Regions from separate parts of the Sus scrofa genome. Here all the other regions are linked to region 1. Evidence: chromatin contacts called from public HiChIP or PLAC-seq data. All regions are on one chromosome and are shown on one strand. Each heading gives the region's core, a stretch centred on a gene start, on an enhancer-like site or on the middle of the called end of the contact. The rest is flanking DNA. Distances are from core to core; before and after follow the strand shown. Region 1 has its middle 170 kb from the start of TMCO5A. Region 2 overlaps LOC106506784 (basic salivary proline-rich protein 2-like). Region 3 has its middle 110 kb from the start of TMCO5A.

Region 1 (4,985 bases), core at 631-3,130:
GAAATATAAAGTCCAGTCTAAAAGTGGGAATCCAGTGATTCCTTGTTTGTGTCAGGTTACAGTATGCCCACACATGCATCTGCCCACAACGTTATTTCTTGTGGTCTTGCTTGGCTGTCATTCTACTGCATTTTGTCTTGATCTGATATCATCCCTGAAAGTTGAGATTCTTTTCGGAGTGTCCCTGTCTATTTAACAAGATGGGCACAACCCACATCAAATCCCACATGTGAATGATTCTAGGATAAACAAAAGTTATATACCACAGTATCAGTAGCAATGCCCCTCACTTTACAGAACTGCTGGATTTCCTCCAAATGACTGAGTATTTCTGTTTCCTTCTGATTTACAATATTTTTTTTTTAGAGCAGCTTTAGCCTTATGTCAGACTGGGTCATTGATATGGAGTAACTATAGCAAATAATTAATGATCCAAATGGGTCACTGAAGGGCAGAATGGAAGTTTCTTGTCTGATTACATTGAGTCAAAAAGTCCATATGAATAATCATGTCTCATATATTTAGATTTATTTATTTTTAAAGGATTTACTTATTTGGAAATACTTGGGATTTGGCAATACCTCTTATTTTAAAAACCTGGAACTGGAGTTCCCGTCATGGCACAGTGGTTAACGAATCCGACTAGGAACCATGAGGTTGCGGGTTCGGTCCCTGCCCTTGTTCAGTGGGTTAACGATCCGGCGTTGCCGTGAGCTGTGGTGTAGGTTGCAGACACGGCTCGGATCCCGCGTTGCTGTGGCTCTGGCGTAGGCTGGTGGCTACAGCTCCGATTGGACCCCTAGCCTGGGAATCTCCATATGCCGCGGGAGCGGCCCAAGAAATAGCAACAACAACAAAAGACAAAAAGGCAAAAAAAAAAAAAAAAAAAAAAAAAAAACCTGGAACTGTCGCATGCCTAGAATTGTTAGTGAGTTTGAAGATTGCAGAGACAAGCACCTGAAGAGAAGAAAGTATCATTATCAAAAATATCACTCCCTACTGAAGATTAAGAAATTACTTCAAAGAGGTAAAAGTGACTTGTTTGTGATCATAGGCTCTGGAATTACAATTGTGTAATCAATTGTATCTTGCACATCCAGAGAATCACTCAAATTCTCTGGATGTGCAAGATAGTCCATAATGTCCCTGGTGTTTTAAGGTTAAGGAAGCCTTCACTTTAGACAGTGACCAGACCCCAGATCACAAGGACATATGAAAGCTAGTTCATCTAATTTGGCAATATTGGAGTAGCCACAGCACATACTGCTTTTCCATTTTTGAAAAATTTAAGGGGAGTTTCCATCATGGCTCAGTGGTTAACAAATCTGACTAGGACCCATGAGGTTGTGGGTTCAATCCCTGGCCTTGCTCACTGAGTTAAGGATCCGGCGTTGCCGTGACCTGTGGTGTAGATCGCAGATGCAGCTTGGATCTGGCGTTGCTGTGGCTCTGGCGTAGGCTGGTGGCTATAGCTCCGATTAGACCCCTACCCTGGGAACCTCCATATGCTGCGAGTGCAGCCCCAAAAAAGACAAAAAAAAAATTAAATTATTAATTTAACTACCCTTTTTTTTTTTCTGTCTTGCTGTTTGTCCAGTAGCCCAGGAAAAAATGAAGAAAAATCCTCTCATTTATCAGATGGCCTATGCTCTTAGTGAGAGTGCCCTGGAAGTTAGGGTAGAGACTTATTTGTCCTCCCTTCCTTTTTTTTTATTTTGGCAATAAAAGGGGAGGGGATGCCTCATTCAGCCAGTCTTTGGCTCCTAAAAATCCAAAAAGCAATGCTATCCACTAGTCTCTGGGCTACTAAGTGCTAGGGTGTCCTGTGTTGACTCAAATTTAAGTCCTTGCAGCTAGGTGGGGCTCTCTAGAGCTGTTGGTCCTGTGAGGTTGCCAGGGCAACTTCAGTCTTCTAAGCTGGAAGCTTCAAGGCATACAAAGAGGAGACTACAGGGCATATTACAACTTACAGGCATGTGTTCAATAACATGTCATCTTTTGGTAACGGGGTTTTTATTTTTATTTTATTTTGTGGGATGGAAAGATCAGAAGCCGGAAATTAGCTGGGGAGGTTTTTTTTTTTTTTTTTTTTTTTTTTTTTTTTTTTAGGAGAAATTAAAGGAGGGGGCACTATTTCTGTTCCTTATGTGGGCAATGGTTAAACAAGGAGAACATCTGGTCCTGGAGTGGGGCTCTGTAGTGCTGCTTTTAATTACCCCATCATTTGGTCTCATGCTAAATTAGTGACTGTGGGAGCAGCTCAGATCTTTAAACTGACAGGCCCGGAGAGCTCCACTTAGCCTGCCACATAGTCAGAGGGGAAACACGGAGCTTCCGGTTTCATAGTTAAACCAGAGATTGACTCATAATTGTAGCTGTCAGGAGGGTGATGGAGACATTATGTAATCTGGTTCTTATAGCGATGTGTGTTTAAGGTTTCTGCTCTGTAAATTCCAGAGGAAATTTGTGTCCACTGAGGGAGAGCTTGATGGCTGCTCTGTGGTGTGCCCTGCAGGATAATGACAGTGCTATTAAAGGTTCCTCAGTCTGCTTGAATCCAAACATGAATGAATCTCTCCCTGAAAGGCCCTCCTGTTTTTCCATAGACTTTTAAATGTGGATGAGGTTAGGTAAAATCTGGTAAACTGCAAAGAGGCAGTATGTTGGCCCCGTAGGGAAATTTAATGATGACAAGCCATTCAAGTCCACATAATCTTTTTTTCTGGACCACATAGTTCCCCCATCATTTCCAGCCTCAGAAATTCTGGAAGTGGACACCAGTTGCTCCTAGAAACAAAGCACTGGGGCTGTGAATCATTTGTTCCTTTTTAATTCTGCTTGTTACTTTCCTCTTGGAGGCCTCTGAGCTGGTATGAATATGTCGGGCAGTCAGGGAAGGTTTGAGACAGACCCAGTGTTTGCTGTTATGGGAGAAAAAAGTCACAAGAGGCTATTTAATTTTAGTCTTAAAGGAATGTGTTGTCAACACTTTTGCTGGAGGGAGACGTGTTTTCATTTGATTGTTCTCTGAATTCAGTTCATTTTATCTGCCTGATAAGGATTCATTGATAGAGAATAGTATTCATATTAGGAGAATAATAGTAAAGACTAAATGAAAACTTAAAAGGTGAATTGGTTTGTTGTGGGGAATGGGGAGGGCCGAACCCCCCCATCAACTCCCTGGTTGCTGGTGTGGTTGGTCTAGAAGGTTCACCTCTACATCTTCACCTTTCCTTCCTCTCATGGAATTTTCCAGAACACCATTACTTGGGGTTCTCTGACTTTTCAATGGCCATCAAAGAAGGCTAATGGTATTTATAATGTAGTTTTAAATAAAGTTAATAACTAAATGTGTGAAAATGTGTCTGTCATTATCTATATTGTAATTGACTGAAGGGGGGATAGTCTACGGTAATTTCTATTTTTTTCTAGAAAAAATAGCAATTAGGATAACTGGATAAATTTGCCAGTTAGTCTGTGGAACACATTACTGGGAATGTGTAATTTTCACTTTTCAAGAAGAAAATTTCAGTTATTTTAATTAGAAATAATAGGATAATATTAATATAGTGTTAAAATAATATGTTTAACATTCTTGTGTATTTGTACACATCTATGTATATTTAAAGGAACAATTAAAAATGTCCCCTATTCTTTTTTTTTTTTTTGTCTTTTGTCTTTTTAGGCCCTCACACTCGGCACCTGGAGGTTCCCAGGCTAGGGGTCCAATTGGTGCTGCAGCCGCCGGCCTACGCCACAGCCATAGCCACGCCAGATCTGAGCCACATCTGTGACCTACACCACAGCTCATGGCAATGCCAGATCCTTAATCCACTGAGGGAGGCCAGGGATTGAACCTGAAACCTCATGATTCCTAGTTGGATTTGTTTCCACTGTGCCATGATGGGAATGCCAAAAATGTCCTCTATTCTTTCACCATCTCAGGCTATGAAATCTTTATTAGGAAACAGTGATAGTATAATGACTTGATTTCTTCTCTCCTGTGAGAATGAAGTTTCATATGAGTATTATACAGTCACCATCACTTGGGACATTGTCATATGACTGCAGGATGATGCAGGCAGGGATGGATAATTTCATGAGCTGTCTTGCCTAAGTTTATTCATTTTCCTAGTCATTGAGAAATTTCCAGAGATAACATGGATTCTTTCCATCAGAAAGTTAGGTGCTGATTTTTCTGTTTTTATTTTCCTTGTACTAGAACTTACAGATAGACTAGGGATTCTCTTCCAATCAAGAGCCATCAGCTAATTGAAAACAATAAATGAAGACAACAAAACACTATTATCCTGGGGTTTAAGCAAGTTAAGCTGAGCATTGGATCTAGTCACCAACAGAACATTTTCCCTTCCTTGCCTTTTCTGATGTCTCTATCCAAACCCAGGCATTCATCCTTGAGGATGAGGGGACTAGTCAGAGGGATAACTGTCAGAGTTAATATATTACTTTTGATTAAAAGAATTAACAGAAATGATACAATAGAACCTATGAAACAAAACAGACTCAAAGATTTTGAAGCCAAACTTATGTTTACCAAAGGGGAAACGTGGGATGTAGGGGGGATAAATTAGGGGTTGGGATTGATATATACACACTGCTATATACAGAACAGAGTGGAATCTAATATATAGCACAAATGAACCTTTCCACAGAAAAGAAACTCAGGGACTTGGAGAGCAGACTTGTGGTTACCAAGAGGAAGAGGGAGGGAGTGGGATGGACTGGGAGTTTGGGGTTAATAGATGCAAATTATTGCATTTGGAGTGGATAAGCAATGAGAACTTGCTGTATAGCATAGGGAACTATATCTAATCACTTGTGATGGAACATGATGGAGGATAATGTGAGAAAAAGAATATATATATATATATATATATATATATATATATATATATATATGTATGTATGACCGGGTCACTTTGCTGTACGGTAGAAATTGAGAGAACACTGTAAATCAACTATAA
Region 2 (4,985 bases), core at 1,124-3,623, 89 kb before region 1:
GATTCCCTCCACACTCTTATTATTTTGACCAATATGTGCTGTGTAGCAAAATGTTCAGGAGTGTGGGTGGTGGTGGAGAAATCATACGATGAAATGGACAAGCAGTCTGTGAAATTGCTATCCTGTGCTGTATATCACATTTCCTACTTAATGTTTTAGCATAGTACTATGGCTCTTCTAAAAGGATATTTGCACTATTGTCCTTGGGAATGAGAATAGAATCCATGACTATGCAATGGCTTTCACACATGGTTGCCAGGCTTCAAAGAGACTTTAGCTCCGTGCTCCTCACTATAGGAGCTAACAGAGGCTAATCTGTTATACTAGGGCTTTCCCTAGTGTGATCCACAGCCAACCTGCCTGAGAATTCTGTAAATATTCTACACTCACATCAGTTGCATAAGCACATCAGTTGCATTAAAGAAACATTTAATGCAATCTTAGAAAAAGGTTTCCCTCATCCCAGATCTACCGATATCACAATCTCACCCTCCCAGCCACCCACCAGTTTGTCCACTCTTTGAAGGAGCAGTTCTCAAAGTTGGCTGCATATTGGAATCACCAAAGGAGCTTAAAAGTGTCATGAGGCCCAGTTCCATCTCCAGAGATTCTGAATCAATTGGTCAGTGGTGTAGCCTGAGCATCAGGGTACTTGAAAGTGACCTTAAGTTGTAGGCAAGTTTAGAGCCACTGCTCTAGGGTTCCTTAGCCTGTGGGAGGGGAAAGTGATTATTTCAGTGTCAATTCCCTTTATTGCCCTTGGCTGCGGAGCTCCCATGTGCAAATACTCTGGGAAGCCCTTCATTTCTCACTTTTAGGAGGAGGGAATTTTCTCTGTCTTCCAAAAAGGCTTCTTTGGTATTGATGATCTTTGCCCTTCTAAGTCACTCAACCTCACTTCCCCTTGAAATCCTAGAAGGGATATTAGGAGTAAGCATTCTAAGAGGATGGCCTATTTATAAGCACACACCAGCTTCAGAGCTTCTGGACTAAAGCCATACCTTCCATGATAGGCTAAGCACAAAGTGTAAAGAAAGAAGTAGGTGCACTTTGATATTGTTGACAAAAATTCTTAACTCTTTTGACTCTTGTTCCTTTTCCTCTGCCTATCTCAAAAGTTCAAGAAGACAAATCCACGGGTCCCTCTTCCAACTACTTGCCCTGTTTCCTGCTGTCTTGCTTTTGCTTAAGCCTCTCTCTCTTTGAAATGCCTTTCTTCTATTCCTTCTTCACCTGGTGAACTCATCACATTGTGCAATTTTCCCAACAGTCCTTCCTTTAGACAGAATTAATTGATTGTTTTTAAATGCTTACACCTCATCTTGAACATATTTTAATGGTAATTCTTATCAAACTCCATTATAGCCAGTTGTTTTCACAGTCGTGGTCTCTGCCAGATCAATCCAACAAACATTTAATGAGTGGCCATGACTGCCAGGCCTTGGGTTAAGCAACACAAAAATGAATCACATTCTCTCTACCTTCCCTTTAGGAGCTCATATTGCAGTGGGAAAGACAGACAAATCATTATAACATCCCTGGAGAGATGCTATAAAATATAGATAGAGAATGCTAAGGAAAACTCTAAGTGCTTAGGGCTGTTATTTAACACGGAAATACTTAATTTATGGATGTCATAATCATCCTCAATTGTAAAGGGAATCTGGGTTAACTGGATAAATAGTTAATCTTTGTCAAAATGCTCTTTCAGAAAAGTCTTACCATTATAGTTGGAAACAATATTCTGTCTATGATCAACTATAGTTCACCTGCAGAATGGTTACTGTGATGATATGAGCTGTGCAGAACCTTTTAAAATTTTGTGCTCTCTTCAAAAGTTTGGACAAATTTCTAAGATTTCAGGTGCCAATTCCCAGGTGCAGAAGGAAAAAAATACTGGGGTTTGAATTTATTAGATTTGGATCCGAACCTCGGTTTTATTGTTTATTAATTAAGTGGCTAAGTTACTTGCTTTCTAGGAGCATCAATTTCTTCATAAAATGAGGATAAAAATCAATACAATCACATGATGGTATGGATGATTAAATAAGACAGTGCATGCAAATCACTACATATGGTGCCCGCTGGCACATAAAAAAAACTCAGTAAATGTTGGTTTCCCTCTATGTACTTCCCCAAACGAAAAAAGAACAGGTTGGTCCAGAGCCAGAGAGAAAATGCCAAAAGGACTTTAGGAGCAGATAGCAGTTACTTGCTCCTCTTTTGATCTGTTAAGTAGTATCATTGCCCAACTTGCTGAGCTTGTCCAGCAGCTGAAGGGTTAATTTTCAACTCTAATTCCCTCTCCAAGTTTAGACTCAGGCCACTTGGGTTCAGAGTTTCCTGCGTCCAGGATGAGCAGAATTCCTGGCCTTCCTCCTTCAGTGCTAAGCTCCCAAGGCTGGCAGCTGGAGGCGTGCTCCTGATTTCTTTCCCTCTCCAACACCACACCAGGCCATTTGGAGAGGAGAAAGAAGGTTGTTTAATCTGCAGTTCAATAAATATATCAGCGCTGGGCAGACAGCAAGGACTTGTAAAATGAAAGAGGAAGGGCTTTCTGTTTCGTGTCTGGCTCCCCCAAACCCTGAGCAATCTGTTCCTGTTTAAAACAAAAAGCAAAACATGTTTCCTCAAACTGGTTTAAAAGAATAGTGATGACTAAGGCAGTATATTTATTTCAGCTGTCACAGGAGTCATGAATTCCTGGATTTTCTTTAAGAATTCTACCGTATTTTTACATCATTCCCTTCCTGGGACTCCTGAAAGAAATTCTTTTTTGGATATTAAGATGCCAGGGGAGCAAGTTCTCAATTCTGAAGCATTTCCTTGCTCAAAAAGTTTAGAACAGTTTGTGGAAATGCATACAGATCTGAAGATGGTGAGCGAGGTTAAAAAAATTAAAAAGACAAATGGAATTTACATTCATTCATTTAATAAATAATCATTATGCACCTATTGTGTCCCAGGGATCATAGATACAGTTTTGTGTTAACAAAGCTGAACAGGATGTATCTGACTCCTCCTGTTCCTTAACAGCCTGGGGGACTGCAGACAAGTAAATATATCATCACAATGTAATGTGATAAAAGCTCTGCTAGTAGAAGTGCAAGGCTACCTAGGGGAGGACTCAGAGATCCAAAGGATAAGCAGCATTTAGCCAATTGAAGAGAGTTGTGGGTGCAAAGGGTGTTTGTTGTAGGCAGAGGGAATAGCATATCTTAAGGCTTAGACATAAGAAAGAGTGGAGTGGGTTTGAGGAATTAAACTCCTTGCAATGTTATCTGGATCACAAATGTAGCAGGAGGATAGCTGGAGATGAAGTTGGCAGGATACCTACTGACTTCCCCTCGGGAGCTTGATGCTGGTAAAGTGTGAATTTAGGGTTGGAAGGAAGGTAAAACTCCATGCAGATTTTGGGCCCAAGCCATCTACTTGAACAGAGACTTGCCAAGAGATGTGTATAATATGATACCTTGTTTCCCAGTTTACTCTTGTTTCGTGTGTGAATAATTTCCAAAGGAAACTCGAGGGATGTTTGATAGGGCTAGGTTGAGATATTCCTCACCCCACTTGCTAAATTTCAGAACTTCATCTCAGGCTTCAAATCCTGGGATGTTGGCATCCTTGAAAGATGGAATCCACTGTTCGGGGTGTCAAGTAATAAATGGAAGATGAAGAGAGCGTGATGGGAATGAGTCCTAGATAGAAGGGCTTCTTGAGCCCTTAGCTGAGGATCAATAGGTATCAATTATCTTTGTCTGGCCTTTATGGGTTGAGGGATGAGGAAGTGAGAAAATGCCAGGAGAACAGATCTTTGAATGATGAGCAACTTAAATACTGATTAGAACCATGCCACATGTGGCCATTTTAACACTTGCTACCTTAAAAATGCAGCATGGGTTTGCTTCCATTAAAAATACAATTTTTGGGAGTTCCCTTGTGGTGTAGAGGGTTAAGGATATGGCATTGCCACAGTAGTGGCTTGAGTCACTGTGATAGTATGGGTTCAGTCCCTGGTTCAGGAACTTCCACATGCCACATGAGGCACAGCCAAAATAAAAACAAACAAACAAACAAACCAACAAACAAAAATACAATTCTCTATTCTTCCTAGGATACTCACGGATAGTCATCTTAAGAGTAGTCATGAAATTAGAGAATTAGAAAGACTTCAGGGATCTTTTAGTCCAATAGCTTTATCTTAGAGATATGGGTTCTCTGTTTCAGACAAGTGAAATGGTAGAAAGTCTGGCTCCTGTCTCAGAGCTTTTATACTTGCTGTTCCCCTGTCTCCTCACCTCCACTTTGCTTACCACCTCATTATTCAGGGTTCTGCTCAGGACTTATTGAATTCCCTAATTAAAATAGCTTCTGATTAGTTTTTCTAACTACCTTTACCTGTTTTATTGAACTACTGTTTTCTTATTTATTGGCTGTCTCTTTCACTAAAATTTAAGTAAGAATTTATCTTAATCATTCTCTGTCCCCAGCACTTAAAACAGGTCCAGGAAAATAACAGGACTCAATAAATATATTTTTTAAATTTATGAATGAATAAAAAGTATTACTCCATTCCTTCTCAAATATTTAAAAAAAATTATTTTATGGCTGCACTCGCAGCATATGGAAGTTCCTGGGCCAGAGATTGAATCTGAACCACAGCTCTGATATGACCTATGCTATAGCTGCAGCAACAGCCGATCCTTGAATCTACTGCATCAGGCCAGGGATCAAACCTGTACTTATGCAGCGACCGGAGCTGCTGCAGTTGGATTCTCAACCCACTGTGGCAGGGCGGGAACTCCCTTCTTAAATTTTAATGAGCATATGAATCACCTGGAGATCTTATTAAACTCCAAATTTGACTGAGAATATCTTGGATTCTGAGATTGTACAGTTCTGAGAGGATCTCAGGTGATGCCAATGATTCAGATCCATGGAGTACATTCTAAGGGCTCTATTGCATCTGTGTTCCTGAAGCAAAA
Region 3 (4,985 bases), core at 795-3,294, 65 kb after region 1:
GTGCCATGCTTCTCATTTCTGGGAACTTGTAACAGTGGTGACAGTGATCTCTTCGTATCATCACTCAGTCACCTTTATGACTAGGTCACAGATTGCTTAAGCACAAATAATGTATAAATCTGTGCAGCTATCTCAGAGTTTAATGTATATATAATCCTAGAATGTGATTTGTTCCTGATGTTTAGCCTCAGCTAAATCTCCTTTATTGCAGTTCAGTTCCATCATGCCTTATCCATGGGCTGTGGGAGAGTGAGCACATAAACTGCATTCTTGCCACACAGGGAGCCTCTGACTATTTCTAAAGTTCATATGACTTGTTGGTAAGTCTGTGGTTTGCCTCCTCATAAATCAAAAGCTGAGATTCAGGAACACTTTCTCATCACATCATATGGTTTTTCATTTGTCTCTTCTCACACTGCTCTGAGTCCTGAAAGCCCTTGCTTTCCACTTAGTCCAGTATGAGATGTGCTATGTTAACTTTTCGCTAGGTGTTTCCTTTAGTTATTTCAGGTATAACCCTGTTCTGTCTAGAAAGTTATCTTTTGGTACCTTCCCTCCCTGTTGGCATTATCATCTTCCTTTTAAGGATTCTCTCTAAGGTGACCCTAAGGAATCAAGGTCAATTAGGACTTAAAGGGGCCTGGTGATGGCACAGATGAGTAAAGCAGATCAGGTATGACACAGTTGGGGTGACGGGGATTATGGTGAACAAGTGACCATGTACTCTGTTGACTCAGCTGTTATTTCTCAGCTTTGAGCAATTATTGTCACTTGAGAATTCTATCCACTGGTTACACAACTTTTCATTTTTTAAAGAGAAGTCCAAAATCTAGGATTTTAGATGGCATCTCCAGAATTTTAATTATTTACAACAAATGCAAATTATAAAGAAAAAACACTGAGCCAAATGAAATGCAACTGCAAATTTGATTGAGCCTGTGAGTCGTCTTTGCTTTGTCCAATTTGTGATAAATGGGAAGATCCTCCCAGACTCATTCTTACTTGTACCCAAGTCATTCTGTGACTGCTGAACTCCTCAGACTTTGTCAACACTTAGTTGTCTCATATGCCATCTTTTCAGTATCCAATTCCTTGCTATTTCAAGGGTAAATTAGGCAATATATTGACCTCATTCATTCTAATGGGAATTTTTGCTAGGGTCTTTCCTTCCTTCTGTGTTTTTATACATACACACACACACACACACACACACATATTTGGCTATGCCTATGGCATGCAGAGGTTCCTGGGCCAGGGATTGAATCTGTGTCACAGCAGTGACAACACCAGATCCTTAACCCACTAGGTCACCAGGTAACCTCAAAGATAGATATTTTAGGGATAAAACTATAGGGATAATATTCATGAGGCTCTCGTCTAAATTGGAGATTTTCCATGGTGGGCCAGAGGGAGATATTTAGGTATAATGGTAAGTGGTACTTTGTGTTTTTTTCCAAGTCACAGATATCAGCAAGCTGCCAGAGTCTAGGGCCAGGTCTGAAAACAGTTTGAACTTACATCACTGTGGTGCATGGTCTTCATCATTATCAGTGTCAGTGTCAGGTATGGGCAGACTTACAAAGGACCATTAACCACTCTTGTTAGTTTTCCCTTTCTAAAGTTGAGGGTGCTTTCAGTGTTGACAAGCACCATGTTTTAAAAAGTTGTTTGTTTATACACCTGGTCACTGGTTCCATTTGGCATGACCTACATTACCTAAGTGCTGTTTGGCATGCTTAATGAGATCCCCACTACCACCTCGAGCTCTTAAAACAGTTAAGTGAAAGATTTAGTTTCCACAAATAGAGGAGACTTGGTCCTATGAGCATATTTTTGTGACTTTCTGGCCTTCTCTGCCCATTGGCCTGGAAGGCACCCACGTTGAGCCCACCTTGTTTTAATTCAGTGACACCAGTGAAATGTCTGCTGTTCCCATCTTGTCAGACTGCCAACAGAACTTACACAAACTCAATGACAAGCCTTACATGGCTAGCTGACCAGCTCTCCCCAGGCTACCCCAGCTCCCTCTCAGGAATAATAAGGTTCTGTGCCAGGACTGTACACATCCAAGATCCCAGTATGAGTCATTCTTTTGCCCCAGGGTCGATAAAGATTGAATCAGTGAGTTGGAAAAAAAGATGGTGATTTGGTTCTTTTTATTCCCCTTGGGAAGTAGGGTGGGGATTAGGACAAACTCATCTATTTTAGATGCTTATTTGCAAAATTCATGTATAGTCCCCTTCCACGAGTGAGGTTTCGACCCTGGTGCACAGCTTTTTCATTAAAGAGAGGAAAGTGGAACTGTTTTCATGTCCTTTTTGGGTAATTCTTTTGAAGCTAGCACCACCGTGTGGATAAAGTGGATGCTGACTTTTCTTTGGCTTGTGTAACTGGCCAGCACTGTGCTTCTGGCAACGTGATTTTGGTATCTTCTCGCCTGTTTTCATCTTTTCTGAGTCATCGCAGAGCAGCATAGTGATAGAAATATTTTTTGCAGCAGTGTCATACAGTGTTGGGCTCTCAAGGATCTTGTGCTTGTACAAAATGACTGAACCACATATGCAGGAAGACGACAGTGGCAGATTCACAGAACAGCTTTGTATCAGGCAGAGTGTAAATTAGATACCAAGTTTGGGGTTAGCCACTGGGCTCCAAAGTGGATGTTACCAATATGGACTCTGTAATAAACATCAGGATCTGTTCTGAGGCAACTTTCTGATCTTTATTACCCAAGAGCTGCAGGCTGAATCAGAGGAAAAGAAGAGATGTAAAAATCTGCTGGTAGGGTACAAAAGCATTTTACTAAACCACATGGTTTGCTTCCTGTGGGGTGGGAAAGTGAGGTGGAGCCTCTCAAGACTCTTTCAGGATAATGAAGAGGAAAGAAAAGAACAAGATAGGCCAGTTCTATTGACTGTGGTTTTAAGTCCTAAGAGCATGGAGGGAAGTGGCTAGCAAAGAGAGGACAAAGTCTTTTACCTCGATAGTGGCTTTTTTTGGTGGTGTGGCACCAAGATTCCTGGAGAGGGGTGAACCTGCTTCTTCTTGAGGGGTCAGTTCATTTCCAAATGGGCTGGTGTGTGTTTATTGGGATTGGGCTCTAACAGGTGAAGCTAGGGAAAGGTGCTACTTATAAAGATCTGGCACTATTTAACTCCCAATAGGCCACTCTTCCAGTCTTATTCGTCATGTAGTCTGCTAATGCCAAAGAGAAGTTTTACCACATTTAAAACAGAAAGCTGGAGTTCCCGTCGTGGCGCAGTGGTTAACGAATCCGACTAGGAACCATGAGGTTGCGGGTTCGGTCCCTGCCCTTGCTCAGTGGGTTAACGATCCGGCGTTGCCGTGAGCTGTGGTGTAGGTTGCAGACGCGGCTCGGATACTGCGTTGCTGTGGCTCTGGCGTAGGCCAGTGGCTACAGCTCCGATTAGACCCCTAGCCTGGGAACCTCCATATGCCGCGGGAGCGGCCCAAAGAAATAGCAAAAAGACAAAAAAAAAAAAAATAAAACAGAAAGCTGTGATTGTAGAAATTTGGAAGAGTGAACAACAAAGCAGGATGGAGTTCCTGCTATGGGGCAGTGGGTTAAGGATCTGGTGTTGCTGGAGGGTGTAGGTCATAGCTGTGGCTATGATTCCATCTATTGCCCAGGAAGTTCTATATGCTGCAGGTGTGGCCAAAAACAAACAAACAGACAGATAACAACAAAAAATCAGGATATACTAACATCCTTCTTTTTGATGAGCTACTAAATTGATAGGAAAATTGTCCTTGCCACCCACCACTCACTAATGCCTTTATATATCTCTATTTTCCTTCCCATAACTGGCCTGGCTCCTGCAGCTGTAGGCATTAATGTATTTGGGATTTCACATTGAAGGAGGGTCTTGTGGCTGAATATGGGCTGATGCCAATCTGTAGGGAGTTTCAAGGGGCATGTGGTCAAACATTCATCTATAGAAGACCATTTATCAAACTTAAGTGTGACAAGAATCTGAGTGGGCCAGCTAATATATTAAGTGCAGATTTAGGATTAGATTAGGATTATAACATAGGTAAATAGAGGATAGAAAAATAGAGAAGATCAACGAAATCAAGTTAGTTCTTTAGAAAGGCGACATAATTGACAAACTTTTAGTTAGATGACTGAAAGAAATCAAATAACTACTGGCATTACTACTGATGCTACAAAAATTAGTAAGAGAATACTGAGAACAATTGTATGCAAAAAATTGGATAACTTAGATAAAATGGGCAAATCCTAGAAACATAAAACCTGTCCAGACTTGATCATGAAAACCTAGAAAACCTATTCTATAGAATAGATCTATAACAAGTCAGGAGATGGAATCAGTAATAAAATCTCCCCCAAAAGGAAAGCCCTGGACCTGATGGCTTCACTGTGAATTTCAGCAAACACTTGAAGAAGAACCAGCACTAATCATTCTTAAACTTTTCCAGAAAAGGGAAGAGGAAAGAAAACTTTCTAACTCATTGTGAGACCAGCATTTTCCTGATATCAAAGTCATACAAAGACATTATAAGAGAAGAAAACTATAGACTAATTTCCCTTGTGAACACTGATGAAAAAAAAAACTGAATAAAGTACTGGCAAATCAAATCCAGCAGCATGTTAAAATAATTATGCACCAGGACCAAGTGGGATTTATTCTTGGAATGCAAACATGATTCAACATGTGAAAAACTGATCGATATAATATACCACATTAACAGAATGAAGGGAAAAAACCTACATGATAATCTCAAATGATACAGAAAATGCATTTGACAAAATTCAACATCTTTTCATGATTAAATAAAAACACTCAATGAACTAGGATTAGGAGCAAACCACCTCAACATAATTAAAAATAGTTGCAACACTTACAGTGTACATCATACTCAGTGGTGAAAGATTGAAAGCTTTTCCTCTAAAATCAGGAATAAGGCAAGGATGCCAACTTTTATCATTTCCATTCAATATA

Evidence for each region. HiChIP or PLAC-seq counts read pairs in DNA pulled down with a chosen protein or histone mark.
Region 2: a contact with region 1 is called in an H3K27ac HiChIP or PLAC-seq map of alveolar macrophages. The contact joins two enhancer-like sites. A contact is called at or near these places in 1 of 5 promoter capture datasets (liver), 2 of 47 Hi-C or Micro-C datasets (heart right ventricle and skeletal muscle) and 1 of 2 datasets of contacts at active chromatin or transcription factors (alveolar macrophages).
Region 3: an H3K27ac HiChIP or PLAC-seq map of alveolar macrophages shows a contact between it and region 1. The contact joins two enhancer-like sites. A contact is called at or near these places in 1 of 5 promoter capture datasets (liver), 3 of 47 Hi-C or Micro-C datasets (blood, embryonic fibroblasts and skeletal muscle) and 1 of 2 datasets of contacts at active chromatin or transcription factors (alveolar macrophages).

Annotation. Positions count from the first base shown.
Region 1 is chr1:133,206,486-133,211,470 of Sscrofa11.1, forward strand. No RefSeq gene overlaps it. Among named protein-coding and RNA genes, the nearest start is that of TMCO5A, 170 kb to the right of the region's middle. Within about 2 kb of position 1,881, at least 17 of the 83 cell types and tissues checked have an H3K27ac peak or open chromatin away from gene starts, as enhancers often do. A contact at or near this core is called in alveolar macrophages, where this site is marked.
Region 2 is chr1:133,117,123-133,122,107 of Sscrofa11.1, forward strand. The region is part of intron 2 of LOC106506784 (basic salivary proline-rich protein 2-like); the gene reads left to right. Among named protein-coding and RNA genes, the nearest start is that of SPRED1, 100 kb to the left of the region's middle. Within about 2 kb of position 2,374, at least 27 of the 83 cell types and tissues checked have an H3K27ac peak or open chromatin away from gene starts, as enhancers often do. A contact at or near this core is called in alveolar macrophages, where this site is marked.
Region 3 is chr1:133,271,752-133,276,736 of Sscrofa11.1, forward strand. No RefSeq gene overlaps it. Among named protein-coding and RNA genes, the nearest start is that of TMCO5A, 110 kb to the right of the region's middle. Within about 2 kb of position 2,045, at least 20 of the 83 cell types and tissues checked have an H3K27ac peak or open chromatin away from gene starts, as enhancers often do. A contact at or near this core is called in alveolar macrophages, where this site is marked.